Regions from separate parts of the Mus musculus genome. Here region 1 is linked to region 2. The links are chromatin contacts, called in public Micro-C maps. All regions are on one chromosome and are shown on one strand. Each heading gives the region's core, a stretch centred on a gene start, on an enhancer-like site or on the middle of the called end of the contact. The rest is flanking DNA. Distances are from core to core; before and after follow the strand shown. Region 1 overlaps Gm38600 (a long non-coding RNA gene). Region 2 overlaps Spag1 (sperm associated antigen 1).

Evidence for each region. Hi-C and Micro-C count contacts between places; a contact is called where the count stands out from the background.
Region 1: a Micro-C map of granulosa cells shows a contact between it and region 2, with 4 times the contacts expected there. The contact joins two enhancer-like sites. A contact is called at or near these places in 1 of 39 promoter capture datasets (embryonic stem cells), 5 of 484 Hi-C or Micro-C datasets (CD4 T cells, Th1 cells, embryonic stem cells and 2 more), 5 of 115 datasets of contacts at active chromatin or transcription factors (the SCID.adh cell line, bone marrow-derived macrophages, effector CD8 T cells and 2 more) and 3 of 9 other capture datasets (adipose tissue, liver and pancreatic islet).

The regions. Positions count from the first base shown.
Region 1 is chr15:36,333,280-36,336,169 of GRCm38.p6, forward strand. All of the region lies in intron 4 of Gm38600 (a long non-coding RNA gene), which reads left to right. Among named protein-coding and RNA genes, the nearest start is that of Gm33826, 3.8 kb to the left of the region's middle. Within about 2 kb of position 1,637, at least 35 of the 459 cell types and tissues checked have an H3K27ac peak or open chromatin away from gene starts, as enhancers often do. A contact at or near this core is called in granulosa cells, where this site is marked.
Region 2 is chr15:36,181,560-36,184,391 of GRCm38.p6, forward strand. It overlaps Spag1 (sperm associated antigen 1), which reads left to right. Exons shown (of 20, transcript NM_001359982.1): 3 at 137-284; 4 at 2,098-2,257. Among named protein-coding and RNA genes, the nearest start is that of Spag1, 6.2 kb to the left of the region's middle. Within about 2 kb of position 1,457, at least 23 of the 459 cell types and tissues checked have an H3K27ac peak or open chromatin away from gene starts, as enhancers often do. A contact at or near this core is called in granulosa cells, where this site is marked.

The sequences.
Region 1 (2,890 bases), core at 387-2,886, 150 kb after region 2:
TAGTGACTCCCTGTCACAAAACAAAACAAAACTCATCTGGGTAGGTGAGAAGTCGCTCTCCAGGCTGAGGATCAGGAGCTTTGAGAGAGACTGTGTGTGAGGTTTGGGACCTGGATAAAGCAGGAAGAAAAGGTATCCCAGGGCTCTGAGCCAGCAGAGCTCACAGGCATCCTGCTGTTCAAACACCTGCCCTTTGACTACCTTGACCAAACAGGATGCCTGCCGCTCCACTGGGTGTGTGTGATTTACTTTCTCCTTCAAAGGCTATGAGAGTGATTGCCCCTCTAGGACAAATAGAGGGATGTTGGCGATGGTGTCAGGAACCAGGACTTGAACTCTGCCCTGGAAGATATCCAGCCACCTTCCTTCTCCACCATGCTGCTTTCTCTAGGAAAGATCACAAAGAAGTAAAGTGACTAGTGTCTCCACAACTTCACTCTACCATACCACACAGAAGAAAGCTTTTAAAGTCACCAGAAGTCATGAGGATCGGAAAACCCTCCAAGCTGCTGGTTTTCTTTATCTGCCAATTTTGAGGAAAGGGTTATTTGAGCTTGGTTCATGGCTCGTTACAACCTGTGTCACCTTAGATGAATCACATAGCTCCCTGAGCCCCTAATCTGCTTAAGAGTAAGGACTTGTGGACCTGCTCAGCAGCAACAGCAGCTCTGAGACAGGATGAGCCCAGCTCCTCAGGTAGGTTCTCTCTCAGTGCTGACAGACTTCCAGCAGTTAATTGCCAATCTGTTTTCATTCATTCCATTAGCTCCTGTGAGTGGCTGCTGTGGGTTGAGAGCCATGGAAACACCTCGATAAACAGGAAGCTGTCAGTCTGGTCAAGAGTCAGGTATATATGCAAATAAGACTGATAAAGCATTTCAAGAATAGGCAGAGTGGGAGCAAGAAGGGAGGGGTGGGGATTAGAAGTGAATAGAGAACAGGCAAAGAGCAGGCTTCAAAAGGGAAGAGTATTGTTTGGCTTCAGGTAGCTCAGTCATTCCCATAACTGATCACTTGCCAACATAGATCTTACCTCATGCAAGAGAAAAAGCAACATCAACAACAAAAATTTTGTTCCTAAAAATATTTTGTAATCTGTGCAAATGTTGGAAGGCAAAACAGGAAACCCAATGAGAGTCAAGGGCAACCAATTCCTTCCTAAGTCTCTTGTGCTTACCGCAGGCAGTCTTGGAAGTTTCCTGCCAGGATGTTCACCAGAGAGGAGCAGCCTGACCGAAGCATTTGCTCCTCAGGACTTCCTTTTAAAAGAAGTTGATTTCATGTCACACAATCTCTGTGGTCTTGGGGGACTCCTCCCCCCAGATTGCAATATTCACGAGTGATTCAGGAGGGAATGATTCAATCGTGTCTAATTGTACTGCACATGACATTGAGGAACGGCCTTCCAAATCACACAGGCTTGCAGTACATCAGTGTGGCAGGGCAGGCTGCCTGGGGATGAGTTTTAGTACCAGCACTTGCTAGCAAGGCGACCTTGTTTCTGGGAGAGATAAATGACATGATTGCTGCACAGAAAGCAGCATAGCATTTGGCTCAAGAAATGAACACAGATTCCCATCAGTTCTTCCTTGGACGTCTTTCCTGGTGCTGCTCTATGGCTCCAGCCACTGCCTAGTGTTGCATCACCTTAGGCTAAGTTCACAGCTATCTCTGTAGTATAGTTCAAACTCGGAGAGAATACTTTAAAGTATAACAAAATATCTCAAAGCTGGGTGATCATGAGGAAGGCTCACCATAGTGGCACAGTGTGGAGGTTGACTAGAGACATGGTAAGTTGGAAGAACGACAGACATTCCTTCTAGGTGGATGCTAGGCAGCAAAGCTTGGAACAGCATGAAAATAAGGCCAGAGCAAAACAAAGCAAATATAACTTTTAAAGACTTGTATTGTATTGTTATAGCTTTCTTCCCACCCACTGTCTAGATTTTCTTAGGACATCTGGTATACCCCGTCCTAACATGTTTTCATTCCTGGTGGTGACCTTTACCACCTAGAAATGCAAGCTAGCTGGATAGCACAACTCCAGTGAAGCAATAGGGCATACTTATTACTTCATGGTTCACATGCCCCAGATCCTAATTTCACTTTTTTCAAAACAGCACAAGAATCTCCTCTCTCTCTCTCTCTCTCTCTCTCTCTCTCTCTCTCTCTCTCTCTCTCTCTCTCTCTCTCTCTCAGAGTCTAGTGTAGTTTACAAACGACTGGAATCAATTGGCAGAAGCCTTCCAAACTGTGTACCCAAATAAATGGCTACTCTTCATAAGTTGATCTGTCACAGACATTCATCACAATACCAGAAATGTGATTAGTGTACCTCACACAAATGGTGGGAAACTAACACAAGTAGACTTGTTTATAACACTAGGGGAGGATTGCTACTTTGATCTCAAAGTCAAATGTAGTCTGGCCTAACTGCCAGCCAAGCTACAGACCCAGACAAGAGAACTTCACTCCCCAGTGACAAAAAACATAAAGCAAAGGACTCTCAGCTGGCTGAGGATGGAAGAATGCAATCTAAGGAAAATCCCTGTCAGTTATGAACCCACCTTTAAGTAATTGGCATCTATGCATCTGGGATGTTCACCACTGGATAAGACTGAACTAGCCCAGGCACCATCAAGAAGGGATGCTAGAGGGAGGAGGTGGGAAGAGCTGTTATCAGGAGACAATTTGGTCTTTAGAACATAAATCCTCCCAGTGGGTAGAGATCGTGGGAAGATCTGCAGGAAATGTTGTCAGGGTACCACTTCCCAAGTCCATGTTTCCTGGGGATAATTTAAAAGTTTAAAATTGGAAAAGGAGCCAGACAGGGACATGGTGGCACATGCTGTAATCCCAACACATGGGAGGGAGGTGGAGGCAGAAGGAT
Region 2 (2,832 bases), core at 207-2,706:
TATATATACATACATATATACATATACATGTGTGTATATATATTATTACATACATATGATAATGTTATATGATATATATAATTGAGCTAAATTATGTATATTAGATTCACATCTGTTTTTTTACATTATGTTTCAGCCATGACTGCTAAGGCTAAGGACTGTCCATCATTGTGGGGCTTTGGAACAACAAAAACATTTAAAATTCCCATCGAACATTTGGATTTCAAGTATATTGAAAACTGTTCAGATGTGAAACACCTGGAAAAAATTCTTTATGTGCTGAGGTAAGCATTTAAAAAATGATTTCATGCTTTTTATGCCATTGCCTTCAGGGAGACAAATCAACAATGGAAGTGTTGGGGAATTTTCAAATATTGAAGTCAGTACATAGGTCCCTGATTGGTTTGATTCTGTGGTTTTGGACCACATGAGACATGGCTGGTTAGGATCCAAGTGGGTAGTCAGCTGGCCTCCATTGGCTGTCCAAGAAAAGGTAAAGCCATGGAAACATGCTACTGGGGGAGGCGCACTTTTTGGTTCTCTGACAGCTAAGGGTGACTCTCTGCTGCCTGATCCCAGGGAAGATGGTGGAGAGCCTGAAACAGGAAGTTATCCGAGCCTGGTGATGTCAAATCTTGTATGGGTGTCCAGATGTAGTTGTTTTGAGTGCCTCATTCTCAGCCGTTCCACTTCAGGAAGCCTGAGAAGGGAAGCGAGCTTTTAACAATGCAGCTGATTGTCATGAGTTTCAAGAGTCTCTGCCCCATGGAGTACCAACCTGGGATGTCAGTGGGTTTCCTGAGAGATTGGATTTGAAGAAGAGCGTTCGGCTGCAGAAGCACTTGTGGCTCCTGAGCCAACAGCCTTCCCAGGATGCAGTCATGATTCTTGGCTCTTCACTGGTCCTTGCTTTTATTTTCTCTGACCTTCTTCCCTTTAAAAGACTTATGTATGTATGTATGTATGAATGTATGTATGTATGTATGTATGTATCTTGGCACATGTATGCCAGTGCCCAAGGAGGCCTGTGGAGTTCAGAACTTCATCTAGCTTTCTAGGGAAGGGATTCTGTTTCTTGAGTGGTTTACTTTAAGAGTGTTTTGTCTAAGCTGTTTCTCAGCCATTTTCTCCTCATACATTAAAAACCAACAAACAGTCCTGGAGAGATGGCTCAGTGGTTAAGAGCACTGACTACTCTTCCGGAAGTCCTGAGTTCAATTCCCAGCAACCACATGGTGGCTCACAACCATCTGTAATGGGGATCCGATGCTCTCTTCTGGTGTGTCTGAAGACAGCTACAGTGTACTCACATATATACAAATAATTAAATCTAAAAACAAGCAACAGTGACAAGGGCTGGGGATGTTTTACAATGTCTGCCTCGTATTCATGAGACACTGGGTTTGAGTCACATCAGTGGAATTTGGTGGCAAGCATTCGCCGTCCAGCACAAGGAATGTGAGCCCAGAAGGATTAGAAGTTCATGGTCATCCTAAGCCACAGGATGTAGAAATCAGCCTGGGCTGTATGAGACCTTGACTCAAAATGAGACTTTTTTTTTTAACAGAAACTCTTTGACATGGAAGCCTGCATTATCTGTCAGCCTGTCTCTAATACTGAATTTCCAGTATACATTTTGAAATTGCTCTGTGCATAAAATGAACATATATATGTTAGGAAAGAGAATATTACTTATTGAAATTAAATATGTATTATTTTATGCATATGGGTATTGAGCCTGTATGTACGTCTATGTGCATCCAGTAGCCACAGAGGCCAGAAGGTGTTGGTTGGAGGGAGTCAGATAGCCTGGAACTAACTGCACTGACAGAAGTGAGCTGCCACGTGGGAATGAAGTCAGGTCCTTTGGAAGAGCAGCCAAGCTGGCTCCCTGGCCCATAATTCAACCTTTAATGTGTGTAACTCACCTTGGTTTCTTTGGAGTCCTCAGCCCTGTGTATGCTGTAGATTTGCTGATGGGAATGGCCAGTGATGGCCGAGCCAGCCTCCCAGCTCCCGCCTTGCACAGCCCTTGAGATCAAGGATGGTAGAGCCTCGAAGTAAGATGCCAACTCTAAAATTAAACTGCTTTTTAAGGTCTGGTGAAGAAGGCTACTATCCTGAACTCACGGAATTTTGCGAGAAGTGCCTCACCAACTTGGCTCCTAAAAGTCGAGCTCTGAGGAAGGACAAGCCTGCAGAGACAGCATCCAGCTTTTCAGCGGAAGAGTGGGAAAAAATCGACAGTGATCTAAAGGTAGAGCAAGCATCCATCTCTGGCAAGCACGCTAACACTGTGCGTCCACTTCACTCACCTGAAATTCTGCCTTTCCAGCTTGTCACTGACCGGCTTTTCGGGGTGATTACTTCCAAAGGAATGGTGGCGTCATAATTCTAGTAATGTACTGTGAATTTGTGTGTGTGAATGCTTTCTGTATCATGTTCAACCATAACCAAATCACCATCTGTTTCTTTCTATAAAGATACTTGGAGCCGGGTGTGGTGCTGCCACCTGTAATCTTGGCACTGGGGAGGCAGAGGCAGGAGATGAGAAAGGGGTCAACCCTGGTCACACAGTGAATTGGAGGTCATTTTTCCCTACACAAGACTCAGTCACAAAAAAACAAAACCAGAAATACTTGATATTTGGCTGTGCTTATTTGTTTGTTTGTTTTGGACTTTCTTGATCCCCCCTAAATAAATTAGGAGAATTCAAGTCATTTGAGCAAAGAATTTAAAAATATTTCTGTCTAGATGGCAGTATTTTTATGGTAAATCTGGAGATCAGGTAGTGAAACCTTAGCTGCTTTCTTAGGGTCAGTGTTGCTGAGA